Regions from separate parts of the Mus musculus genome. Here regions 1 and 2 are each linked to region 3. Evidence: chromatin contacts called from public HiChIP or PLAC-seq data. All regions are on one chromosome and are shown on one strand. Each heading gives the region's core, a stretch centred on a gene start, on an enhancer-like site or on the middle of the called end of the contact. The rest is flanking DNA. Distances are from core to core; before and after follow the strand shown.

Region 1 (2,994 bases), core at 473-2,972, 250 kb after region 3:
ATAAAAGACAGAGTCTTTCAAAGGTACAAAGAAAGAAAAATAACTGATAATCATTAACAACAATAAAATACCAACACAAAAAGCCTGAGCTAGTCTGCTGTCCATATGTGCATCCTTGGACAAGCCAGTGTGCCTGTCATAACTGTAGTTTTCTCCTTGTAAAATTAATTACACTTTCTTTAGAAGGTTTCAATACCTGGTCGAGTGTAAGCGCATGGATGGGTATAGGGGCTCATTCTTGGAGTCCTTGGATTGGAAAGGCCAAGGCAAGAAAATCAATAGCTTACTACCAGCCTGGACTACAAAGTCAGTTCCAGATCAGCCTGAGCTACAGAGGCAGAGTTGCCAAAACCAAACCAAACCAAAACAACAAAAACAAAAACAAAACAACCCCCAAACAAAAATAGACAGACAAACAAAGGAATAAAAACAAGGAAGAGAGGGAGATTGGGAAAGCAGATACAATAAACAACAGTTTCTCTTAATCAAATGTCATAAACATTTCAAGACCAAGTTGTATCCTTTAGATTTCATTTTTAATAATTAACAGGTTTGTGAGCATAAATTTCTCAAGGGATGCCTACTTTCAGGTTTTTTGGGAACATTCTTGAGAGAGAGAGAGAAACACATATGGTTTAGAAATTCAAGACAAGCAAAACATTTGTTAAAAACAAACAAAAAAAAAACAAGAAAAACAAGAAGAGAAGAGAATTGAAAAGAAAAGAAAAGAAAAAAGAAAAGAAAAAAGAAAAGTGACCCTGTTTGGCCTTGAACCTAAAACTGCAGATTTCATGTGAATTCAAATAGTCCACATGCCTTTCCTGAAAGTCACAGATAAATTAAATGTGCTGGACATGAATTTCATGTTAAGCATGAAAACAATTTCTCATAAAAACTGGAAGTCCACGTGGCCTTCAAAGAACAATTTGCTCCTATACTCCATGTTATAGCAAGGTGGTCAAGAGTTAACCCTCAATGTCTCAGAATATTAAAACCCTGTCTTCTCTGGAAAAATACTTGCTGACCTGCCTCAGAGCCTCAGCTGATGGCACTCGGAACTGTGGGCCTCACCTGTGCTGAGCTGTGGTGTGTGGAAATGGAAACAGACAGTATTCCTCTGAGGGCATTCTGTTTTGTTCCTCCACAAGAGGATGCAGTAACAATTTAAATGTAGAAGTTTCTGGTTTGACCCCACCCCCTTTAATGGGTGGATTACACAAGGCCTGACAAATTTCAAGGAAGGGGCTTGCATGGATCTGTGCTCAAAGGCTCCTCGGAGACCTCATATGTAGATGAGAAAACCAAATGGAATTCCTGACTCTTGAGCAGCCAGGGACTGATTCTGTCCTGACACAGAGCAGAATTCATCTGGCACCCTACAAGGTTCTTACACTGAACCTCGCTTGAGCTCCACAGGGGCACTGCCTTTGGATCACACCCAGAAGGGCTGACTCCACAGGTCTGGGTGCGGTTGGGTGTCGTGATTTTTCAGTCACTCCCAGTTGACAAGCGTGTGACCCACACCCTGGGAACTTTGGCTTCAGGAAAGCTGTTGGATCCTACTCCCTGAGCACCGCTTTCTCTCTAACTAAACGACACACTTAAAGGAACACAATGTCAAACACTCTTCAACTGTTTCAAGTCAGGAGGGTTAAGGTCAGAGCCTTCCTGTGTGCGCAGCCCTCCCCTCTGCCTGCCTACACAATAAAGATTACAACACCAAGTGAGTGAGTAAGCAGAGCGCATGCTTCCCAGCAGAAGGTAAAAGGGAATGCTCTGAGAGGACAGAAGGCTTGTGTACCAAGAAGCAGTCTGTGGCAGCCTCCCCTGCCCTTTGGACTTCTCCACATGGCTTTCCATCCCCTGAGCTCCACCTGGCTCCTCCTGCTGGACCCTAGTTAGTTACAAGTCATTTACTCTCAGGGACCAGGCCTCTTCTCCCTTCCTCCACTCTCTGGCAGCTACAGCTGGTTGCTCTTCCCAGCCTCTCCCTCGGTTTCCAGGTGGACCTTCACACTCATAAATACCTTCAGGGCAGCCGAGAGGCTGCTGGGTGGGGTGTTCCCTAGGGCTCTCCCTTAGGCTAGGCTCTGGCTCACTCAACCTTCCCATGCCTGGTTGAAGCCAGGTGACAGACAACAAGGGGCTGAACATGGCCAAGCTCTCAAGCCTTGGGATTGAGTTCACAAGAAAATATAAAGCCAGGAAAACAAGGGGCACAGGCTTCTAATCCTATCTTTGCCATTCATCTGCCATCTTAAATGACTCTGGGCAAATATCAGAAGCTATCTAGAAGTGCCTAAGTTTCCCTACCTGTAAGGTAGAAATTAATGTTTTGACCTGATTCTTCTTGAAGCTTCTGAAAACTATCAAATTATCTGTTCCTTAATTCAATACATCTCAAAACATAGACTTATATATATTAACATGCCTGTCATACTATGAATGAAAATATGCCACTGAGATCCAACATATTGAGAAGACAAAACGTACAGGCAAAACTATCCAGTCCAATGTAATCATTAGTATACTGGTTGACTAGCTTGTTACAGTAAACATAGACAAGAAAATATATTAATGTGCCCAGATTAAAGTATAGAGAGCAAAGTCACACCAAGCAATTTATTTATTTATTTTTATTATTATTATTACTTTGGTTTTTCGAGACAGGGTTTCTCTGTATAGCTCTGGCTGTCCTGGAACTCACTCTGTAGCAATTTATAAACTCTGAAGTCAGGCACTTTTCTACATGCACATACTCGAGCGCTTCTGGGCAATCTTGAGAGAGGCAGATGCTATTAGCCTTGGGTCACAAAGGAAAGGTCTCAGACTTTGGGAGGAAGTTGTTCAACCACATGGCTGGAGTATTACAGCGAGGCTTCAGCCACTGTCTTGACATTAGACATGCATCTCCATCTTCTGTCACACTGCCTCTGTCTTAACAACCTGTGAAACCATTCCTGACTCCTCCTAGCCCTTCTCAGACAGACTCAG
Region 2 (3,169 bases), core at 321-2,820, 170 kb after region 3:
AAAATGCAAACAAAAAACAACAACACAGAACCCCTCGCTCGACCTGGTGTACAATAAAAATGAGGTGGGTTCCATATTCAGAAGCTGTTTTCTGCCCAAATGTTCACTATGATGGCCAATGAGAGGAATGACTGCAATGGCAAAGGAGAAGTCTGGTTACTGGACAGACAGCTGCACACAAGGTAGAAGTGAGGAATGTGTCCCGGCCACCATCCGCAAAAGAACCCAGCTGCTAGGAACACTCACTGTGCTGTCCCTCCCTGGGTGTCACCTTCTAGTTCTGACACTCGTCCCTCTCATTAGCATACCTCGGAAGTATGCAATTGCAAGGACATCAGCACAGGAGAAAACAGGCAAGCAGAGACCTGAGGGCTTGCCCAAGGTCCCTCAGAACAGAAGGTGCTGACTACCAACGAGGAATTTACTCTTCAATGTCTCAAATTCTGTGGGCAAGACATCAGTCCTGCATAGCTAGTGCGCTCAGAGGTGACTGGGGATGACAAATGCCCTCACTGTACTGCAGCATGGAGCGACCCCTTCCTTGACCTGGTTGAGACTGGGTGGTTATGGTGTTCCTTCATGAGCACCGGCAGCTCCTGCAGCTGCCCCCTCCCCCCACCCCCACCAAGGAAGAGGAGCAGGCAAGGCACACTGCCCACTTGAATGCTCCAGAGGCAGTCTGCGGCTCCAGCAGTGTGTGCTAGGCAGGACCAAAGTACCCAAAATGAATTCATGTTCTGTCTGAGCTCCTTCAGGGAAAACCTTACAGCAGCCAGGCTAGACCCAGCTTCTAGACATTACACTAGTTAGCCCCGGTTGTTTGAAGCCAGCTCAGGTATTTGCCTTTTCTTCGTTTTTAAAAATGAAGGCATTTTAAAAAATGAAACAAGAAATATGCTGCAAACCCCCACTATACTCATGTGAACCAAACAAAAAGCTACAATTCCTTCCTTCTAAGCTCACTCCAAAGGGCAGCCACTGTCTAGAATCTTTCCTCCACCACACCCTCAGCTGCCTTTTACAAACATACCATATGCATAGATAGGAGTTTTTAAACAAATGCGGTCTATTTGTATACAGTGCTACAAATTGCTGTTTCACATAGCAATACACACACCATGTGCAATCAGCCTTGCTACACAGGTGGCTAGCCTATTTTCCTGATTTTAATTTTGAGATATTTAAAGTCTTTACAAGAAGAGGGGAAAATGGGGAGGGGACGGGCAATGCAACAAAATACTGAGGGTCATTTTGGAAATTAGAAAATTCCTGTAGCTGATTATTTTTCTTCTCAGCTCATCCTGAGGAACACAGGACCGGTTTCACAAAACACAAGGGGGAAGATGAGCAGAACCCAACCACAGGCTAATCTGTCTGGAGAATGACTTCCACTGGCGGGCCAGGCAGGCCAGGAACCAGAGACCAGCATCCAGAAGCGATGCCTGAAGAATTCTAAGGCTCCACGGACAGTGTCCACTCGCCTTGGAGGAGCTGTTCCAGGGCAGGAGCAAGATTCCGGATGCTTCCAGTTCTGGAAGCCCAAGAGCCAGTGGTTTTGTAAACGCAGTTATACTGTTCAAACAGAGCTTTCCTTCCTGACTCACCAGTCTGTTCTTTGTAGCCTCTGCTGGGTCACCTATATCATGTGGCTAACCATGACAGCTACCCTCTGTCCCTGGAGAGGAGAATGCTAATCCTGACTGAAGGGCAAAGACCTACTGCCTAGATCAGAGCTCAGCTTGAAAGAACACTCTGGAGCAATGAGATGGGGAAGGGGCAGAGAAGGGACCAGACAGCTAGAGAGGAAGTGGGGGCGTGATTCCCTCCAATGCTTTCTCAAGATCTGTGAAGTAGCCTCTTGGTGAACATCCACACAAGAGGCACACGTTTTGAGACTCTGCCTCATATGTGGGACAACTTCTCTATATGCACAATGGTGATGAGTTTCTTTAGGCGCCTTGACTGATTTGATCCTCACAAACGTTCTCCAAATACACGCTGTTCCTCCAAATTCTTTCTGTTACATGGATGAAGCCTGTGAGGCATGGGAGGCTAACATGTTTTACCTATGTACATGCATGAAGCCTGTGAGGCATGGGAGGCTAACATGTTTTACCTATGTACATGGATGAAGCCTGTGAGGCATGGGAGGCTAACATGTTGTACCTATGTACATGGATGAAGCCTGTGAGGCATGGGAGGCTAACATGTTGAACCTATGTACATGGATGAAGCCTGTGAGGCATGGGAGGCTAACATGTTGTACCTATGTACATGGATGAAGCCTGTGAGGCATGGGAGGCTAACATGTTTTACCTATGTACATGGATGAAGCCTGTGAGGCATGGGAGGCTAACATGTTGTACCTATGTACATGCATGAAGCCTGTGAGGCATGGGAGGCTAACATGTTGTACCTATGTACATGGATGAAGCCTGTGAGGCATGGGAGGCTAACATGTTGAACCTATGTACATGGATGAAGCCTGTGAGGCATGGGAGGCTAACATGTTGTACCTATGTACATGCATGAAGCCTGTGAGGCATGGGAGGCTAACATGTTGAACCTATGTACATGGATGAAGCCTGTGAGGCATGGGAGGCTAACATGTTGTACCTATGTACATGCATGAAGCCTGTGAGGCATGGGAGGCTAACATGTTGTACCTATGGAGTAGGACAGAGAGGACTGGAAACCAGGGACTTCTGCCTCCAGAGTCTATGTGACTGGCACCATCTTACACAGCCTTCTTAGACTAGCATGTTGTAACAGATCCCCTACCCCTGCCTACACTCACTCATTCACTTAATTTAAAATATATCCTTCTTTAAAGGTCTCAAGGTGCCTGGTTCCAAGATATCAACATAGGAGCTCTCCTGATGATCAAGAATACCTTGCGATTGAGGACAAAGACATTACAATACTTTAAATAGGCAGACAATCTCTTATGATGATAGGGAAAGCCACACAATCAAGACTATAGATAGGACTGGATGGCTTAGCAGTTTAGAGTATGTAGTATGCTTCCATAGGATCTAAGTTTATTCCTAGCATCCATCTTAGGCAGCTCACGTCTCCAGTATGAGGGATCTGGCCTCTGAGGGTACCCATACTTACACACACACATACACACACACACACACACACACACACACACACACAAATTATA
Region 3 (3,072 bases), core at 273-2,772:
TAGTCCATTTGAAAAAGAGACGAGAAGGGAAGAAGAATTTATCAGATTAATAAGCAGATAATCACAAATTAGCAGTCAAGTGTTATGGAAGTTGAAATGATGCCGCAGATTTGAAGCAGTGTGTCAGAAACATAATAACCAAGGCTGATCTATAGACAAATGTTTAAAAACAAAACAAAACAAAATCAAGACGTTTCTTAAATTACAAGTTAGGACGGGGGATAAAGTGTAGCGGTTGTCTACTATACACAAAGCCCTAGATTTCATCAGCCCCAACAGCCCCGCCCACACCGACACAGAGATCAGACAATTGCTCACATTTATTGCCGGCAGAGACGATTTAGACATTTGCCACATGGGGGCGCTTGATACCATCAGGTCATGAAGGAGAGCTTCCTGCTAGACCAAGTTGCTGAATGGCTCCTCCTCACCCTATTCACTCTATGTCACAACAAGGGCTCAGAGGAATACACAGCTCCACCCCGGAAGACCTAAAAGTACAGCAAACAACGTAGTGAACCCCTTGTGTCAGCTGTCCAGCTTCAACAAGCACCAGCCGCACTGGGTCACCTTTCCTCTTAATGTCTCACTGCTATATTCCCTCTTCTCATTATTGCAGTTAATCTCAGACGTAGACACATGAAGGTCAATGTTTTGGTATGTTTATGACAGTTTGAGAGAAAAAAAAAATGATTACTAGTCAGTCCCGCCACTGTTAAGACGCCCGACTGAATGGGGTGGATAAGCAAGAACATTTTGTAAAGGACTATGATTTCATGCATTGTTATTCTGCCCTCCAAGAAGATACGAATATCGTTATTTAGTTCAAAGGTGAGCGTTGGGGAAGAGTATCTGTGCCGAAGATGGGCTGGGGACTCAGCATCACGTCACACCAAGGATGTGTTTTCCGTGTTCTAGTAGAGTGCTTTCTGCTACCTATACCTAACAGCACTCTGCCATGGCTGGAAGCTACCAAGACCTTCCAATGTCTGCCCTTTTCTTCCTGTGTCCCATGTACTCACCCAATTTCCCAGGCACTAGGTTAATCCCTTCAGATTACTCCCTTCTCAGATGGAGGAAGAGTTTCCATACTCAGGATTCCTGGGGAGAATTAAGCTCCTTATTTAAAAGGTTGTTTTCTCCCATTGCAAGCCATTAGAAAATGTTATCCAGCAACCTTGACGAACTTGTAAATCAACTGATAATAGGTGGGTTGTTGTGACAGTGTACATCATAGTCCTGGCATCCAGGAAGCAATGGCAGAAGGATCTCAAGTTTGAGGTCAGCCTATACAGTGACCTAAATAGCGAGACTTGTTTTGTTTTGTGTGTGGAGGGATGGCTCAGTGGTTAGGGGCACTTGCTGCTTTTACAGAGACCTGAGTTGAATTCCCAGCATCTGTGTGGGGCAGCTCATAACTTCTAGTAACTCCAGCTCTAGGGAATCTAACACCTTCTACCCTCTGCAGCCAACAACACACATGTAGCACATGTAAATAAGAAATATCTTTACGTGTATATACATATATATATATGTGCATATATATATATATATGGTATATGTATATGGTATATGTATGTATATATAGTGGTTGGGATAAGTTTTTGTTTAAAAACTAGGCAATTGTATTTAAATGTGTTCTTAAGTAGATGACTTTGAGTTTGTCTGTGACAATAAGGGATTAAATGAATCCTTGGTGACTTGGGGGAAATGGTTTAACATTATGAGAGAAGGAAATTGGCCAGCCATGAAAACTTAAAAGCATGATAGACTTCAAGGACTGGCCTTATATCAGTCTTCTGGTGAGAAGGACACTTGGCCAGCAGACCTGAATGATGAAGTCCTTTGGCAAGGCAATCCCTGTAACGGTTGAGAACTCCATTGACAACTAAGCTGGGGAACACATTTCATTTAACACTTGTTCACCAAGTCTCCTTTGAATAATTTGGCTTTGTAGGAATGGACTTTTCAACAGGGCGAGAACACGTTGGTCTGGCCAGTATGAACTTTTAGCAGTGTCGAAGCTGATTCTCTCACCACAAACAAATCAGCTGGCTTTCGGGTCATACCTTGGCTTCTGTGTTCCCTTGCCCTGGAGGAGATATTGGTCTCTCTTAGAGGATTCGCTTTCTCCCTGACAGCTTTTGTCCAGTCTGTCATCCAATGAACACACAACCTGTGCTCTTGGTTTGTCTGGTTGCCTGAGGGACGAGTTTTAGGCAGAGAAAACCAACAGAGACATATCTACTCTTGAGAATGAGAACAGAATGCAGAGGTCCTGAGATCTCAGAGAGATTTAGTCTCTGGACACGATGCTCCTAGGCCACTGCACAGGAAACTGAAGATCTCCATGCCTTAAAGGAAGAGTTGGGATTCTTGTACTCCCACCAACGCGCCCCCCCCCCTCAAACCAGTTGGTTCAATTTGGCTAGCGAGCTATCTTATTCTCACTGACAGGAGACCAGGCAGTTCTCAGAAGAACTGTGTCATGTTACCTCCTTCTGTTACATCTTTTAGTGGCTCTTACCTACAGTATCAAGTTCCCTTAACAGAAAAACTGAAAAGCTGATTGCTTCTCCAGCTCAAACATTAGACCTCTGTGTGGCTACAAGGCACACTACTATTGAAGGTGTAAAACGAAAATTGCCACACTGTTTGGGCTTGATGACATACATCTGTAATCTCGACACTTCAGAGTAGAGGCAGGAGGATCAGAAGTTTAAATACAAAAAGAAGAGACCAGGGAACCTGATAGATCCCTGGAAACTTCTAGGTAAAGAGTTGTTTGAGCAAGGCCAATAAGGAAATCTAGGAACAGGTGAGGCAGAGGTAGCCAGAGTCGCTCTCCACAGAGAGCCTGGTTTACCTGCTAGGTGAAAGTCATTGGTTTGATGTGTATCACAATGTTTGAGCACTTGGTCCCCAGCAGGTCCCCAGCAGGTTCTGGGAAGTTCTGGGACAAATTAATATGGGGCCTAACCATTGAACATAGGCGCTTGACAATTATAGTCTGCCCTGCTTCTGGTTTTTTGGTTTTTTTTTTTTTTTCTGTTTCCTGTTGTTACAATCCCT

Evidence for each region. HiChIP or PLAC-seq counts read pairs in DNA pulled down with a chosen protein or histone mark.
Region 1: a contact with region 3 is called in a FOXA1 HiChIP or PLAC-seq map of pancreatic cancer cells. The contact joins the enhancer-like site here to the promoter of A430010J10Rik in region 3. A contact is called at or near these places in 1 of 15 datasets of contacts at CTCF or cohesin (the NIH/3T3 cell line), 8 of 484 Hi-C or Micro-C datasets (the AML12 cell line, Th1 cells, cerebral cortex and 4 more), 7 of 115 datasets of contacts at active chromatin or transcription factors (bone marrow-derived macrophages, embryonic stem cells, fibro-adipogenic progenitors and 1 more) and 1 of 9 other capture datasets (embryonic stem cells).
Region 2: a FOXA1 HiChIP or PLAC-seq map of pancreatic cancer cells shows a contact between it and region 3. The contact joins the enhancer-like site here to the promoter of A430010J10Rik in region 3. A contact is called at or near these places in 2 of 15 datasets of contacts at CTCF or cohesin (CD8 T cells and large pre-B cells), 28 of 484 Hi-C or Micro-C datasets (the 4T1 cell line, the Ba/F3 cell line, CD8 T cells and 23 more), 20 of 115 datasets of contacts at active chromatin or transcription factors (the HPC-7 cell line, the SCID.adh cell line, T-cell acute lymphoblastic leukemia and 13 more) and 2 of 9 other capture datasets (embryonic stem cells and liver).

What each region holds. Positions count from the first base shown.
Region 1 is chr6:66,909,594-66,912,587 of GRCm38.p6, reverse strand. The region is part of intron 1 of Gng12 (guanine nucleotide binding protein (G protein), gamma 12); the gene reads right to left. All of the region lies in intron 1 of 4930597O21Rik (a long non-coding RNA gene), which reads left to right. Among named protein-coding and RNA genes, the nearest start is that of 4930597O21Rik, 13 kb to the left of the region's middle. Within about 2 kb of position 1,722, at least 158 of the 459 cell types and tissues checked have an H3K27ac peak or open chromatin away from gene starts, as enhancers often do. A contact at or near this core is called in the AML12 cell line, the NIH/3T3 cell line, Th1 cells and 6 more, where this site is marked.
Region 2 is chr6:66,982,747-66,985,915 of GRCm38.p6, reverse strand. The region is part of intron 3 of Gng12 (guanine nucleotide binding protein (G protein), gamma 12); the gene reads right to left. It overlaps Gm36816 (a long non-coding RNA gene), which reads left to right. Exons shown (of 4, transcript XR_869154.3): 4 at 1,296-1,599. Among named protein-coding and RNA genes, the nearest start is that of Gm36816, 25 kb to the left of the region's middle. Within about 2 kb of position 1,570, at least 24 of the 459 cell types and tissues checked have an H3K27ac peak or open chromatin away from gene starts, as enhancers often do. A contact at or near this core is called in Sertoli cells, pancreatic cancer cells and trophoblast stem cells, where this site is marked.
Region 3 is chr6:67,156,251-67,159,322 of GRCm38.p6, reverse strand. It overlaps A430010J10Rik (a long non-coding RNA gene), which reads right to left and starts at 1,522. Exons shown (of 3, transcript XR_001785271.1): 1 at 1,023-1,522; 2 at 1-491.